3 separate regions of the Mus musculus genome follow, and regions 2 and 3 are each linked to region 1. The links are chromatin contacts, called in public HiChIP or PLAC-seq maps. All regions are on one chromosome and are shown on one strand. Each heading gives the region's core, a stretch centred on a gene start, on an enhancer-like site or on the middle of the called end of the contact. The rest is flanking DNA. Distances are from core to core; before and after follow the strand shown. Region 1 holds the start of 6330418K02Rik (RIKEN cDNA 6330418K02 gene). Region 2 overlaps Fam20c (family with sequence similarity 20, member C). Region 3 holds the start of Sun1 (Sad1 and UNC84 domain containing 1).

Region 1 (4,582 bases), core at 1,514-4,013:
CAGTTTGGTTCTTAGAGATTTCCAGTGTGGGCCAGTCAGCACCCAGGGTTCTACCTGTCTCTGCCTCCTCAACCCTGGGTTTATAGGTGAGCACCACTGTTGTCTGGCTTTTATGTGTGTACTGGGAATATAAACTTGTGTCCTCATGCTTGTGTGGCACACACTTTATTGACTGAGCCATCTCCCCAGCCCCAGGTTTGAGAGTTTTCTCTACCAACGAAGACACAAAAACCCAAGGACATTAATAACCAGTAAGAGCTTTGTGTTCTAGATTTCTGACTAGCTGTTATTTCGAGTATTCTCAATTACCTGGGAACCTCTGACTACTTTCCTTTTGCAGACAGCAAATTGAATTTCAGAGGTGCTATGTAATTTCCCCAACATCACACAGCTAGTAGGGGAAACTGGGGGTGTACAGCAGAGCCTGACGGCTCATCAGAGCCTCAGCTTGGACTCATTTTCTCCTCAGTCAAGCTCTTCCTCTCTTTCTTTCTTCTGCAGGTACTTCAGGTCATGCCTTCTGATAGCTTCTTCTTTTCCATTGTCCGAGATCCAGCAGCTCTAGCCCGCTCTGCCTTCTCCTATTACAAATCAGTTTCATCGGCTTTCCGAAAGGCACCGTCTTTGGCCGCCTTCCTGTCCAATCCTCAAGCCTTCTACAGACCCGGAGCCCGTGGCAACCACTACGCCCGTAACTTACTATGGTTTGACTTTGGTTTGCCCTCTCCCCCAGAGACAAAGACCATGAAAGTGAGTCCCCAGCTACCCAGAGACCCCAAATCTCTCCAGCTACATATTGTACCTTCCGGTGCTAGCCCTGGAACTCTCTTCCGTCCTGTTACCACAGCTGCTGATAGTTACAAGCAGCCAGCCAGCCTTGTCTCCTCAGATTTTAGGCCCTCATCCTTTATCCAATGGGGTCTGGCCTGGTTGGACTCAGTCTTTGACCTGGTCATGGTGGCCGAGTACTTTGATGAGTCACTGGTCCTGTTGGCAGATGCCCTGTGCTGGAGTCTGGACGATGTGGTGGGCTTCATGCACAATGCCCAGGCTGGAAAAAAGCAGAGTCTTATCAGAACTGCCAATAAGACTGTGGTGACTGGTGAAGATCAGCAGCTAACCAAACAGGCCCGAGCTTGGAATAACTTGGATTGGGCTCTTTATATTCACTTCAACCGTAGTCTGTGGGCGCGGATAGAACAGTATGGCAGGAGTCGACTGCAACGTGCTGTGGCTGAGCTCCGGGCTCGAAGAGAAGCTCTGGCTAAACGTTGCTTGGTGGGAGGTGAGGCTTTAGACCCCAAATACATCGCTGATGCAAAGCTCCGTCCTTTACAGTTTGGTTCAGCTAAGGTATTGGGCTATGTACTTCAGAGTGGACTAAACCAGAAAGACAAAGAGGAATGTGAACGCTTGGCTACTCCAGAGCTACAGTATAAGGATAAACTTGATGCTAAGCAGTTTCCTCCTACAGTCTCCTCGCCTCTCAAGACCTCAAGGCTACTGTCCCCATAGGTATCAGACTACAAATTAGGACATATGCGACGGGTGGAGGACCTCTAGGTGCGTATGTATTTCCCTTGGAAGGAACAGGAAGTTTGCTCTAAGATGAGACTGTTGTTGTCTGGACTTCCTCTAGAAATCCCAGCAGAATCTGTTGCCTCCCCCAACCCCTAACTTTGCCACTTCAAGCCTCAAGACAGATTCATGTAGCAGTTCCTCAAAACCCCCTGGAGGGGCAAAAGATGACAGCGACACAGAGAAAGTTTGGGGCATGATATATGTCCATTTCTCTACGAAATATTTGTTATGGAGCTGTGCTAATTTCACTATCAAAATATTTGTTGGATGAATAAATGCTACGAAACGTTTACTTATTTTTTAAAAGGTTATTAGACTTATTTTATTTTATGTGTATGAGTGTTTTGCCTACATGTGTAAATGTACCTGGTGTCCACAGATCTCCTGGAACTGGAGTTACCAAATATTGTGAGCCACCATGTGGGTGTTGAGACCCAACCCCTGGTCCCCTGCAAGAACAGCAAGGGCTCTTAACCAAAGAGCCATCTCCCCTGCCCCCAGTTCTTTGTTCTATGTAGGGCTCTAAAAGGAGAAGTGATGGAGAATCTTTTATTGGACAGAAATTAGGCTAAGTAATGGGGTCTTTCTTTTCTTTCAGTATTCCCTCAATGCTGGGGATACAGCTGTTGGTAAAACGACTGGCTAGCATGAGGTTGAGGCTCAGGCATTCCAGTAACACACATACACACACACATCACCAATAATAACAACAACAACAACAAAATATCAGAAAAAAAAAAGGCAGCGGTGTGGCTCAGTTTGCAGAATGCTTACCTAGCATTCATGAAGCCCTGGGCTCAACGCCCAGCCCTGCATAAGTCAGACCTGATGGCACATACCTGTAATGCCAGCGCTCCGGAGAATGGAGGCAAAAGGAGCAAAAATTTGAATTCATCCTCAGCTTTAGAGGAAGTTTAAGGCCAGCTCGGGCTACAAGAAATGCTGTCATAAAAGGGAAGAAGCGTGGGAGAGAGGGAACAGAAAGAGAAAGTCAGGGAAGAAAGCAAGAGAGAGAGGGAAGAAGAGAAAGAAAGGAAAGGAGGGAGGCGGAGACAAATAAAAATAAATTCTACCCAAAGAAGCCAGTCTAGCATCCTTAAAGGTTCCTCAGCAGCCCGCACTCACCCCTCGACTCAGCCAAGAAGCCTCGGAGGCCACGCCCCCTTCCTTCCGCTTCCGCTTTCTCTCCAGTCATTCAGCGCCCGCACTCCTGGTCTGGCGCTGCTGGGTCTAGGTTCCGGGTTCGTTTCTCTGGTTTCCGGGCCAGGCTGGTGTGTCCCGCTGCCTGCCGGGCGGAGCCGCGGTCCTCCGGTGTCTGGACTCGCAGGCCGAGCTCCCCCGGTCCCGTGGCTCCCTGCCGGCCCGGTCTCGGGTCGCATCGTCCTCCCCACCCAATGGAGTCCCAATGCGACTACTCGATGTACTTTCCGGCTGTGCCGCTACCGCCACGCGCCGAGCTGGCCGGGGACCCGGGCCGGTACCGGGCGCTGCCCCGGCGCAACCATCTGTACCTGGGGGAGACAGTCCGCTTTCTGCTGGTGCTGCGCTGCCGAGGCAGCGTGGGGGCTGGCGTTGGGGGCGGCGCGGGCTTGGCATCCCGAGGGGCCTGGACCGAGCTGGCGACCTCCCTGGCCGCCCTGGCCTCGGTCAGCGCAGGAGGAGCGCTGCCAGGGTGCGGCAGCGCCGGCGACCAGGATGCTGACCCCCCGGGGGGAGGGGACCCGGGGGGCGGGGGTTTGTTTCGAGGTTGCAGCCCCCTTCTCACCCACGGCCAGGGCCCTGCTACCTCAGGGGGCGCGACCACGGTGAGGATCTCTGGGTGACAAGGGCTGAGGGGAGGTTTGCTGGAAGCTAGAAAGATAGTTTGGAGCATGGATTCCTTAGGGACCTGATGTAGGAGGCAGATGACAGCATTGTCCTGTCCTGCAGAGGAACCTAAGACGGGAGGCATATGATTTCAAGAAGGGGTGGGCATAAAGACTTGCTCTGTCTTGCAGAAACGTTAAAGGAGCCTGAATCTTTGCCGCCATCCTGACATTTTCACCCCTTTCATATAACCCCTAGCTGCCTGTGGAAGAACCGATTGTGTCCACAGATGAAGTCATCTTCCCACTCACCGTTTCACTGGATAGACTGCCCCCAGGGACACCCAAGGCCAAGGTAGGATAACAGAGCTGAGGCTGTTGCCCTATAATTCAGATGACATTTTAAGACCCCTCGTGATCATGGTCCGATGGCTCCTGTACCTAGATTGTAGTGACCGTGTGGAAGCGGGAGGTCGAGGCACCAGAAGTCAGAGATCAAGGCTACCTGCGCTTGCTACAGACTCGATCTCCTGGGGAGACTTTCCGTGGAGAACAGAGCGCCTTCAAGGCCCAAGGTGGGGGAGAGGGGGAAAGCTGGAGCTCGGAGAGGAGTAGATTAGAGGGTGCCACACTGTGATGTGGAGGTCTTGATTTCCTGCCACATCCTTTCTCTGCAGTGAGCACCCTATTGACGCTGCTGCCCCCTCCAGTTCTGAAATGCCGGCAGTTCACTGTGGCTGGAAAGCACTTGACCGTGCTCAAGGGTGAGCAGATCTGCTGGCGCAAGGCTTGACTAGCAGCAAGGGAATGGGTCCAGTATGTTAGGTAAAGGTGGAGTTGGGGTAGGAGGGTTCTCACTACTCTGAGCTGGGCTTGTTCCCGCACAGTGCTGAATAGCTCTTCCCAGGAAGAGATCTCCATCTGGGATATCCGAATCCTCCCCAACTTCAATGCCAGTTATCTACCTGTCATGCCTGATGGCTCTGTGCTGCTGGTGGACAATGTCTGGTGAGGTTCTGGGGCAGGAGGCAGAGCTGTGGCGTGGTTGGGGACAGAGATGGGAAGTGGCAAGCTCATGTCCTGCCTTTCTTTCTTCTGAACTAGTCACCAGTCTGGGGAAGTCTCCATGGGATCCTTCTGTCGGCTTCCTGGAACATCTGGCTACTTCCCCTGTCCACTTAGTGCCCTGGAGGAAC
Region 2 (4,840 bases), core at 94-2,593, 510 kb before region 1:
GTGCCTGGGAAATCAGACCACAGGCTTCAATGAGAGGCTTGAGGAATCAGACAGAGTCTCTCAAGATGTCCAGAGGTGCTGCTGGGCTGCTGTAAACCTGGTTCCCTCCATCTTCACGCCAGTGCCCTGGTGAGGCCCACCCCATCACTCATAGCATGTTCTCATTCCCTGGTCCCTACCAATTGCCATGTTCTTGGTCTCATTCTTGACCCTATGTCTGTAGCCTTGCCTCTGATGTCATCAGGGGCCACCTCTTGTTCTTGCTGCTTAGTGTATTGCAGGGAGCAGTAGATAAAAGAGTGCCATAGCCCATGTTCTCATCAGATGCCATTCAGAAAGTGACTTAGGCAGCTTTCAAAGTCTCATGTGAAGTCACAGGTTGTGCCTGTGGTCTGTGGCCAATCTCTACCTTCAATCCTAGTTTGAGGTGCTCTCTTCAAAATCTGTGCCTGCTCATGACCCGGCTGCTCCAGATCCTCATGAACACTGCCTTCTAGACCAGTGGTTCTCAACCTGTGCCTATCCTTGGCTGTTCTTTGGGGTTGAATGACCCTTTCACAGTAGTTGCATATCAGATATCCTGCAAGCCAGAAGTTTATTTACACTGTAATTCATAACCGTAGAGAAATTACAACCATGAAGTAGCAATGAGATAACTTAATGGTTGAGGGTTCACCACAACACAAGGAGTTGTGTACAAGGGCCACAGTGTCAGGAAGGCTGAGAACCACCATTCTAGACTAGCCAGAGTGGCTGGCTACAAAGCGGCTCTGCACATATGGTACATAGAGCTGGTGGTAGGGTTACCCTGCCTGTCCCTAGACCCTCCAGAGTTCTATGTTCCACTGCCTGAATGTGCTCCCCTTACAATGAGGTCTACTCCCCTCTAAACTGCCTCTGCACGGTTCTGTGTTGATGGTCTCATGGGACAGGAAGTATGTCTTCCTCATGATGGCTCAGCTGAGAAAGCTGAACCATACCAAACAGGGAGCCTTCCCTGATGACTCTGTCAGACAAGTCCATCTCCCAGAGGCCAGATCTCTTGAGCATGGTGAGTCACAGGGCAACCCAGATAATATGAAGGGGTTCAGGCTGCCCCTTGATGAGTGACTGAAGGTTTAAGCTCTGACCTTTAGTCCCTATTCAAGAGCACATGGAAGCATCAGAAAGCTAGGAGGCCAGGCCTTAAAACAGCCAAGGATGGGCACAGGCTGGGAGGCCAGTGTAAGCTGACAGTACATACAAAAGGGTCCTTGTCTACTTCTGGCCAGGCCCAGGCCTCTGTTGGCTCCACACCCGTGACCAGGATTGGGCAATCTGTTTGCTTTGGGGGCCTGGAGAAGGCACAGAGCAGCCAAAGTATGAGCTGTTCACCAGCAGGCCAGCTGATCCTTAGAAATCTCTAACCCTGTTCACTGGGCTTCAAACCTGAGTGTTGCTGAGCCTTGCCATGGCCACCCCTGTGTGATGTTCTGTTTGACTTGTCAGACTGCATTAAGGTCCCTTGCCTACCCCAGGAATACACAGAGGTTCCCTGCCCACCGCAGGAACACACTGAGGTCTCCTGCCCTCCCCAGGAACACACTGAGGCCTTCTGTCCACCCCAGGAACACACAGAGGTTCCCTGCCCACCCCAGGAACACACGAGATTCCCTGCCCACTCCAGGAACATGTTCATATGTCCCTTCCTGACTTTAGAACTTCTCTGACATCTCCTCCTCAGTCCAGGACCACACTAGGCCTCCTTCCAGGGTGGGCCCAGCATCTGAAACTCTCTTATTTCCCTCCCAGTTTTCTCTCTCCGTCCTAATGTTGAACAGGGCCCTGCCCTTTTTGGAGTAGATGGCTAACCCCCAGCATGAGATCTCTGCCTCAAATGTTTCTACTGTCTCAGATACCTTTTTAATCCCCAGATTTAAGTGTGCCACAAATGTGTCTGGTGCCCATGGAGATGAGAAGAGGGCATCAGATAATCTGAGGCTAGAGTTACAGATGTTATGAGCTGCATGTGGGTGCTGAGGGCTGGGTAAGAGCAACCAGTTCTCTCAGTTGCTGAGCCATCTCTCCAGCCCTGTTTCAGGCACTCTGCATTTTCCTTCCTTCGCGCATAACATCTGCTTTTGGGGCCAAACTTGAGTTTCTGTGAAATGAATAATGTCTCCATCCCACCCTTCCTTCTTCACCTTCTGCCAGCTCTTCCCCAACGCCTTCTTACTGGTGACCAGGCTTCCTGTCACCAAGCAAAGGAACACAAAGAGAAAAGGGGCCTGTAGTGTGCCGGGCTATCAGGACAGACTCTTACCTCAAAGGGTTCTGAGCAAGACATCCCTGGATCTAGGCTGGGCCAGATGAGCTGTAGGTATCACTCTGTTACCTGCCACCTCCTACCTCCTGACCAGCCAAGGCCAAGGCCACAATCTGCACAGAAAGCATTCGAGGACACCCACAATCCTCGGATGTCTATCATGAGGACTAACTAGACTCAGTCTGGGGTATAAGGTTCCTACTGTGACCTCAGTGGACAGTGAGTCATACAAGTGTGTCAAAGGGCCACAGTGCTTGGTTCAGTGTAGACTACTGAGATCACCAGCATACTGTACAACACTACGGAAAGCCCCAGAGGCACTGGACATGGTGGCATTCGCCGACAGTCTTAGCTCAGCACTCAAGAGCCTGATGCAGGAGGATTACTGCATATTGAAGGCCAACCTGAGCTAAAGAGTGAGTTCCAGACCAGCCTGGACTAGAGTGGTTATGTCTTTTCACCACACAATATCTGGCTCCAGGCTCAGGCAGCCTTTCTTCTAAGCGGTAGTGCCCCAAGGGCCTGGCACCTAAGCCAGGAATCCTGGCTTCATCCCTGGCCTGTGGCCTGGGCCTTGTTTACTCTCACCTGTTCAAGCTTTGTTCTTCTCCGTGAAGAAAAGTCCGTCACAAAAAAAAAATAATACACATATGTGATCTCCAGGAAGATTAAAGAACATGATGTGTGCTCAAGAGGTGGCATTTACATACAGCCATCCAGCTGCCCACAGACACCCAGACCACCCACCAAGCTGCAGAACCTAACCTTGTCACACAGCCAACTGTCCCAGACACAAAATCACCCAGCTACAATACTGCCCACAGTCACACAGCCACCTATGGGCATCCAAGCTATTTCTAAGTACTCAATCGCCCAGACAGGCAACCACCCACAGCTACTAACTGCATAGTAACTTGACTGTCCAGGATATTCTAAGTCAGATCTCCTTCCTCATGTGAGGCCCACTTAGGGTAGCCCTTCCCCACACTATTGATGGCACCTCAGTCCCAGCCCACAGGTATGGAAAGATCTGAAAGGTAGTGGGTCCTCAAATGTCATCAGCCACAAGGCCAGAAGTGTTCTCTTCACTTGCTCCTATGTCCCATCACTGTGCCCAGTGAAAGGTCCCCACCCCCCCCCCAACCCCTCTGGCTAGTCTTTGTCAACTTAACACAACATTGGAAAAGGGAACCTTAGTTGAGGAATTGCGTCCATAAGACTGGTCTTTGGTATGTCTATGAGGCATTAATTACTGATGTGAGAGGGCACAGGTCCTGTGGGTAGTGTCACCCTTGGCCAGGTGGTCCTGGGTTGTATAAAAAAAGCAAGCCGAGCCATCCATGGGTGTCAAGCCAGTGAGCAGTGTTCCTTCACGGTTTCTGCATTTTACATCCTGCTTCTAGGTTCCTCCTTATAGCTCCTGCCTTGACTTCTCTCAATGATGGCCTATAAGCCACAGACACCCTCTATTCTCTTAGTTGCTCTGGGTCAGTGTGTTGTTTTTCTTTTAATCACAGCTACAAAGCATCAGACTACCACAGTTTCCTAGGCAGCCTCCTCCATCACACTGCCCAGCCTGCTTCCTTTCCTCACTCTTTCATCCCCGTGCCCCACAGCATCCTTTCCATCTCCCCAGCTCCTCCATTCTGTACCAAAGCAGGAACTGTGTGCCCTCAACCCAGAACACTGATCCGAGCCAGGAGCAAGTGTCCGTCCGAATCCTAAACGCCCTCAGGTCACTAACCTCGCTCAGTGCTTATGTCTGTGATCCGAGCCAGGAGCAAGTGTCCGTCCGAATCCTAAACGCCCTCAGGTCACTAACCTCGCTCAGTGCTTATGTCTGTGCTCAGACCCCAGATGTCTCCCCCTGGATCCCACAGGAAGGTGTGACCTCTGTGGCCAAGGGTGACACCACCTGTGCCCTCTCACATCAGTAATTAATGCCTCACAGACATACCAAAGACCAGCTTCAGCATCCAGCCCTGAACTCTTGCTAAGTAGCTGTAGGGAAGGAGCTGAAGTCCCGGGTGGACATCTGTGTCTAGTACCTGCTGCCTATGCTTCAGACAGAGCGGCTGGAACCTTGTAGGGACTCAATCCTGACGGTGTCAGACAACCTCTTGTGTGCAGGGCTCCTTCTGTGGCCAGGACATATCTGACCTTCACACTCATCATGACCTCCCTGAAGGATGCTTTCAGCTGAGTGTTCTTGCAAGGCTGTCCTTCTTTCCAGCCCTGACTCTCTTCAGGGAAGCCTGCTGGTCCATCTGTCTGTGCCACAGGAGTTCTTCCTTCCATACATTCTGTGCACGACTACATAAGCAGCAGTCAGAGCTGCCCTGGGGGGCTGGGCGCACACTGCCTCATCCCCTCTCAAGCGCACAAGTGACATGACCCTCGCTCAGGGTTCACAGCCCTGTGGCTTTCTCACGAGCCTGGGCCTTGAATCACCTCTGTGCCAGGCCCAACCCAGGAGCTTTGGAAGTACCTGCTGCTGCTAGATGAGTATTTCAGCCACGAGACAGTCCCACTGCA
Region 3 (4,247 bases), core at 909-3,408, 940 kb before region 1:
ACTTGTTCCCATGTTCCTGGCAGCACTAAATCCACTGATGTGGATAAAGAGGATTTAATAAGGCCTTCGAGGAGGTTCAGTGTGACTGCGACCACACTTGATGACCTGAGTTTAGTCCCCCCCAGGAGTTACACAGGCGAAGGAAACAAGTGACTCCAGTAAATTGTCCCCTGACCTCAGCAAACATTCATGTGAATAAAATGTGATAGAAAGTATTTGTTAAATATTTAATAGGTCCATACAGTGGGAAACAATTCAGCCACAGAAAGTAATAGAGTAGGGGCACATGCTACACAGCACGGATGAGCCTTAAATGAGTTAACTAGAACAGGCGCACACACAGGCTGTAAGCAGAAGCTAACGGACAGGGAGGAGGAAAGCGGGTGGGCTCTGGCTTTACCTTTAAGGTGGTGAAAAGCCGTGGAACTAGATAATGGTGATAGTTGCATAACGCTGTATACAGTTAAAAGGGGAGTCACCCACCCACCCACGCATGCACGCACGCAAGCACACACAGCAGCTGGCTTTCACATTCATCCCCTTTCTGCTCTCTCCCAGGAAAAACAAAGGGTAAATAAATAAACTGAGGCCGCCAACCTTCGGGAAATAAAAAGTACCTCTCCAAATCTCTGGCCCAACTCTCCAGTGAGGACATGGGACCACACACCTGTGACCCCAGCACTGGGGAGCTGGAAGCACAGCACCCAGATTGCAACTAAGAGCCTGCTGGAGCTACCAAAGACCTACCCCCAACAAAAACCTAACGACCAAAAAGGTAGGGCAGACGATCCTATCAGACCCTCTGGTGACTAGAGCATAGACTCATGCCCAGTCCCCACAGCCTGGGTAGAGTTCTCCACAGCCTGCACGCTATAAAAGTGCCGGCCTGAGCCGGGCAGTGGTGGCACACGCCTTCAATCCCAGCACTTGGGTTCAGAGGCAGGTGGATCTCTGGGTGTTCCAGGATCACCAGAGCTGTATAGAGAAACCCTGTCTCGAAAAAGCAAAGAGTTCAAGACTGGCCTGGCCGAGGAAACCAAAAGAGAGAAGAACCAGAAATTACTGCAACTCTGCTCAAGAACATACCCAGGGCTGGACCCACAGGGCTGTGCACACCTGTGATCTAATCCTAGGTACGTGGAAGCAAGAGGGTTAGGAACTCAAGATCATCTTCTACTATATAGTCAATTCTAGGCGGGCCTGGGCTATCTGAGGACCTGTTTCAAGATGCCAGCTTAGTTGCACACATCCCTTTTACCCCAGCACTTAGGAAGCAGACACAGTCTGGATCTTTGTGAGACCAGCCTGGTCTACACAGCCGAGACAGTCAGAAGTACGTAAATGAGACCCTGTCTCCTGACACAAACAAAGGACCGAAAAGGAACATGAGGTTGGGACGCAGAAAGAAAAAAGAAAAGACCTTAGGAGAGATCTAAAATGTATGAACAGTCAGGTTAAAATTCGACACCGGTGCAATGGACGGAATGGTAAAATCTAATTAGTATTTGGTCCAGGAGGCGCGAAGCGCACACCGCAGGACTACACTTCACTCTACACAGCGGGGAGCACCAAAGTTCGCCGGGCTGACTGCATCGGGTCCCCCCGGCTGCATCCAAAAAAGCTCCAGCGGGCCAGCTTTGGTACCGTCCTGCGTGCCGGGCTGGGGGCGAAGGCAACTAACACGGGATAACAAGCTGGTGGCAGGGTGTGCAGGCCAGGGACTCGCTACCGGGCCCGCGCCCATCGCCGCACCTACAACACCTGTGCCCCAGAAGGGAGCGCCCCGGGGATGGCGCCTGCGTGGGTGCGCCTCGACGGGTGGCAGGAGACCCCGGAACCCAACACGCAGGGGTCCGGGGCGAAGGGGAACCAGAGTGCCCGGGCACACGAGACAACTGGACTCAGGGCGCCGGGGCGCGCGCGGCCTGGCAACGCGAAGGGCGTCACGCGCGTCGTGGCCAGTTGGCGGTTCCCACTTGGGGCCATCCCTGCAACCTACATCCCGGCCCGCCCTGAGACAGTCCCTAGTACCCGAGAGGAGTCCGCAGCGCCCACCCGCCTACTCGTCCCCTACAGCCCGCTGGCCGCAGCTCACCTGCCTCGCGCCGCCGCCTCAGGCCTCGTCCGCACCGCCCAGGCCCGGGACCGAAGACTCCCCACATCTACAGCCAATCGCGCGCCGCGCCGGGATCGGAGGCGGGAGCGACGCGAACGTCCGTCAATCCCAAGCGCGCCTGCTGAAGCTCCAGGCCAATGGGGAGGCCGCTGACCCGCCACGGCCCTGCGGGGGGCGGGGAAAGGGCGGGACGTGTGGCGTCAGTGGGCGGAGCGGGCGCGCTGGGACTTGAGGGGCCGCACCTAGGGAGGCTGCTCCTCTCCGGTGGCGTTAGAATTAGGATTCTGTGCAGAGGCGCACGCGCGCGCTGAGTTCCAGGCAGGGCTTCAGTGGGCCCAGAAGATCCGACTCCTGCTGAAGGAGCAGTGGGCTCCCAAACACATCCTCTTCTCAGTTGTCCCCGCGTAGCGTTTGCAGGAAACCTCCGACGCCCTGCCCTGCCCTGCCCTGCGGGCTGGAAGCCAGAGCCTTTTCTCCTGGGGACTCCACCCACCAGGCCCTCTCTCACTTGCGCAGTTTTGCAAAACCTTGAATTGCATTTGTTTTGTTTATAGGCAGGGTTTTATTCTGTAACCTTGACTGCCCTAAAACTCTACTGTAGACCAGACTGGCGTTGAACTCGCAGAGATAAGCCAGCCTCTGCGAAGCAGGACTTACAGGCGTGTGCCACCACGCCCCTCTTGGTTTTTCCTTTTTTAACTGTCTCACTGTGGCCTAGAATTCACGACATAGCCCTGACTGACCTCCAGTTTGCCACAATCCTCCTGCTTTATCCTCCCAAGCACTGAGATTACTACCATATGCCACAGGCAGCTGGCTAGCTTTCACTCTTTTCTAAAAGTGTGTTTGTGTGTATGTCTGTTTAAGTGGATGATGAATGTGTGTGTGTGTGTGTGTGTGTGTGTGTGTGTGTGTGTGCCTACAAAGGTCTCAAATGCCCCAGAGCTGCCAAAAGGGGATGCTGGCAACCAAACTACAGTCCCCGAATGACCAGCAAGTGCTCTTAATGGCTGAGCCATCCTTCCAGACCTTGGCTTTTACATTTTAAAAAAATTAATTAATTTTTTTTTTTTTTTTTTTTAGAGAGGGTCTCCATGTAGTCCTGGCTGCCCTGGAACTTGCTATGTAGCTCTGCCTGCCTCCACTGGGACCAGTAGCACTTACCACCATGCCTGGCTGGTTTTACACTTTTTAGAAAGGGTCTGGAGCTGGGAAGATGGATTAGTTAGTAAAATGTTTGCACTGTAAGCGTAAAGACCTGAATTCAATCTCAGAATACGAATTTAAAAAAACCAAAAGCCTAGTGCTGTATGTTTGTCATCTCAGTGCTGGAAAGCAGAGACTGGAATCCCTGGAGCTTGCTGGCCACCAAACTAACTTAACTTGATGGGAACCAACCCAATGAGAGATCCTGTCTCAGAAAACAAGGTGGATGGTGGTTCCTAAGGAAAGACACTAGTGAAGGCACATGCATGTGCACACATCTACACACAGACAGGGTCTGTTGCCATTGATGGCTTGGGATGCCTCTCTTTCCAGCCCAGTGCTGGGATTACAGGCATGTGCCCACATAGCCTGCTGCTGCAGCTTGTGATAGTCACTCAGGATGCACACACTCACCTCCTTATATGGCAAGCGTTTGACAATATGTTGATTTTTTCCACTGGCAAGTTGAGAGACTTTTCTGTAATAAATGTTAGAGGCTTTCGAGCCACATGGATATTTGTGGCAAACATTGAAGTCCACTATTAGTCAAGTGGGTGGATTTGGCAGGGCAGCTGGCTGGCTCCGCAGGCCAGAGAGCCCATTGTTTGCTGAAGCCTGGGCCAGCTGCTGGACATTTGGATTTTGTCAGTTAGAACTGTTGTGATTAAAGCTTTCTGTGCATTCAGAGGTAGATGTCTTTGTGGATATTTAGCGGTTTTGTCTTTTTTAATTTGACTTGTTTTTTTTTTTTAATTTTATGTGTATAAGTGTTTGTTTGCATTGTGTATGTGTGTGCCTGGTGTCCACACAGGTCAGAAGAAGTATCGGATCCCCAGAGCTTGAGTTACATATGGCTGTGAGCGATTTTGTGGGTGCTGGGAACACAACGTGGATCCTCTGAAAGAGCAATAAATGCTTTTAACTG

What was found. HiChIP or PLAC-seq counts read pairs in DNA pulled down with a chosen protein or histone mark.
Region 2: an H3K4me3 HiChIP or PLAC-seq map of bone marrow-derived macrophages shows a contact between it and region 1, with 2.8 times the contacts expected there. The contact joins the enhancer-like site here to the promoter of 6330418K02Rik in region 1. A contact is called at or near these places in 3 of 39 promoter capture datasets (hippocampal neurons, neural stem cells and stem cell-derived epiblast-like cells), 3 of 115 datasets of contacts at active chromatin or transcription factors (bone marrow-derived macrophages and embryonic stem cells) and 1 of 9 other capture datasets (macrophages).
Region 3: a contact with region 1 is called in a FOXA1 HiChIP or PLAC-seq map of pancreatic cancer cells. The contact joins the promoter of Sun1 here to the promoter of 6330418K02Rik in region 1. A contact is called at or near these places in 3 of 39 promoter capture datasets (the C10 cell line, cranial neural crest and hippocampal neurons), 5 of 115 datasets of contacts at active chromatin or transcription factors (bone marrow-derived macrophages, embryonic stem cells, large pre-B cells and 2 more) and 1 of 9 other capture datasets (adipose tissue).

The regions. Positions count from the first base shown.
Region 1 is chr5:138,262,226-138,266,807 of GRCm38.p6, reverse strand. 6330418K02Rik (RIKEN cDNA 6330418K02 gene) reads right to left here and starts at 2,763. Exons shown (of 3, transcript NR_045821.1): 1 at 2,707-2,763; 2 at 803-1,051; 3 at 147-581. It overlaps Map11 (microtubule associated protein 11), which reads left to right and starts at 2,756. Exons shown (of 11, transcript NM_153161.3): 1 at 2,756-3,386; 2 at 3,646-3,741; 3 at 3,832-3,961; 4 at 4,064-4,150; 5 at 4,274-4,394; 6 at 4,491-4,582. The coding sequence starts at 2,976. Gal3st4 (galactose-3-O-sulfotransferase 4) reads left to right here. Exons shown (of 4, transcript NM_001347507.1): 4 at 502-1,887. The coding sequence ends at 1,515.
Region 2 is chr5:138,772,989-138,777,828 of GRCm38.p6, reverse strand. The region is part of intron 3 of Fam20c (family with sequence similarity 20, member C); the gene reads right to left. Among named protein-coding and RNA genes, the nearest start is that of Fam20c, 20 kb to the right of the region's middle. Within about 2 kb of position 1,343, at least 89 of the 459 cell types and tissues checked have an H3K27ac peak or open chromatin away from gene starts, as enhancers often do. A contact at or near this core is called in bone marrow-derived macrophages and macrophages, where this site is marked.
Region 3 is chr5:139,198,548-139,202,794 of GRCm38.p6, reverse strand. Sun1 (Sad1 and UNC84 domain containing 1) reads right to left here and starts at 2,158. Exons shown (of 23, transcript NM_024451.2): 1 at 2,096-2,158.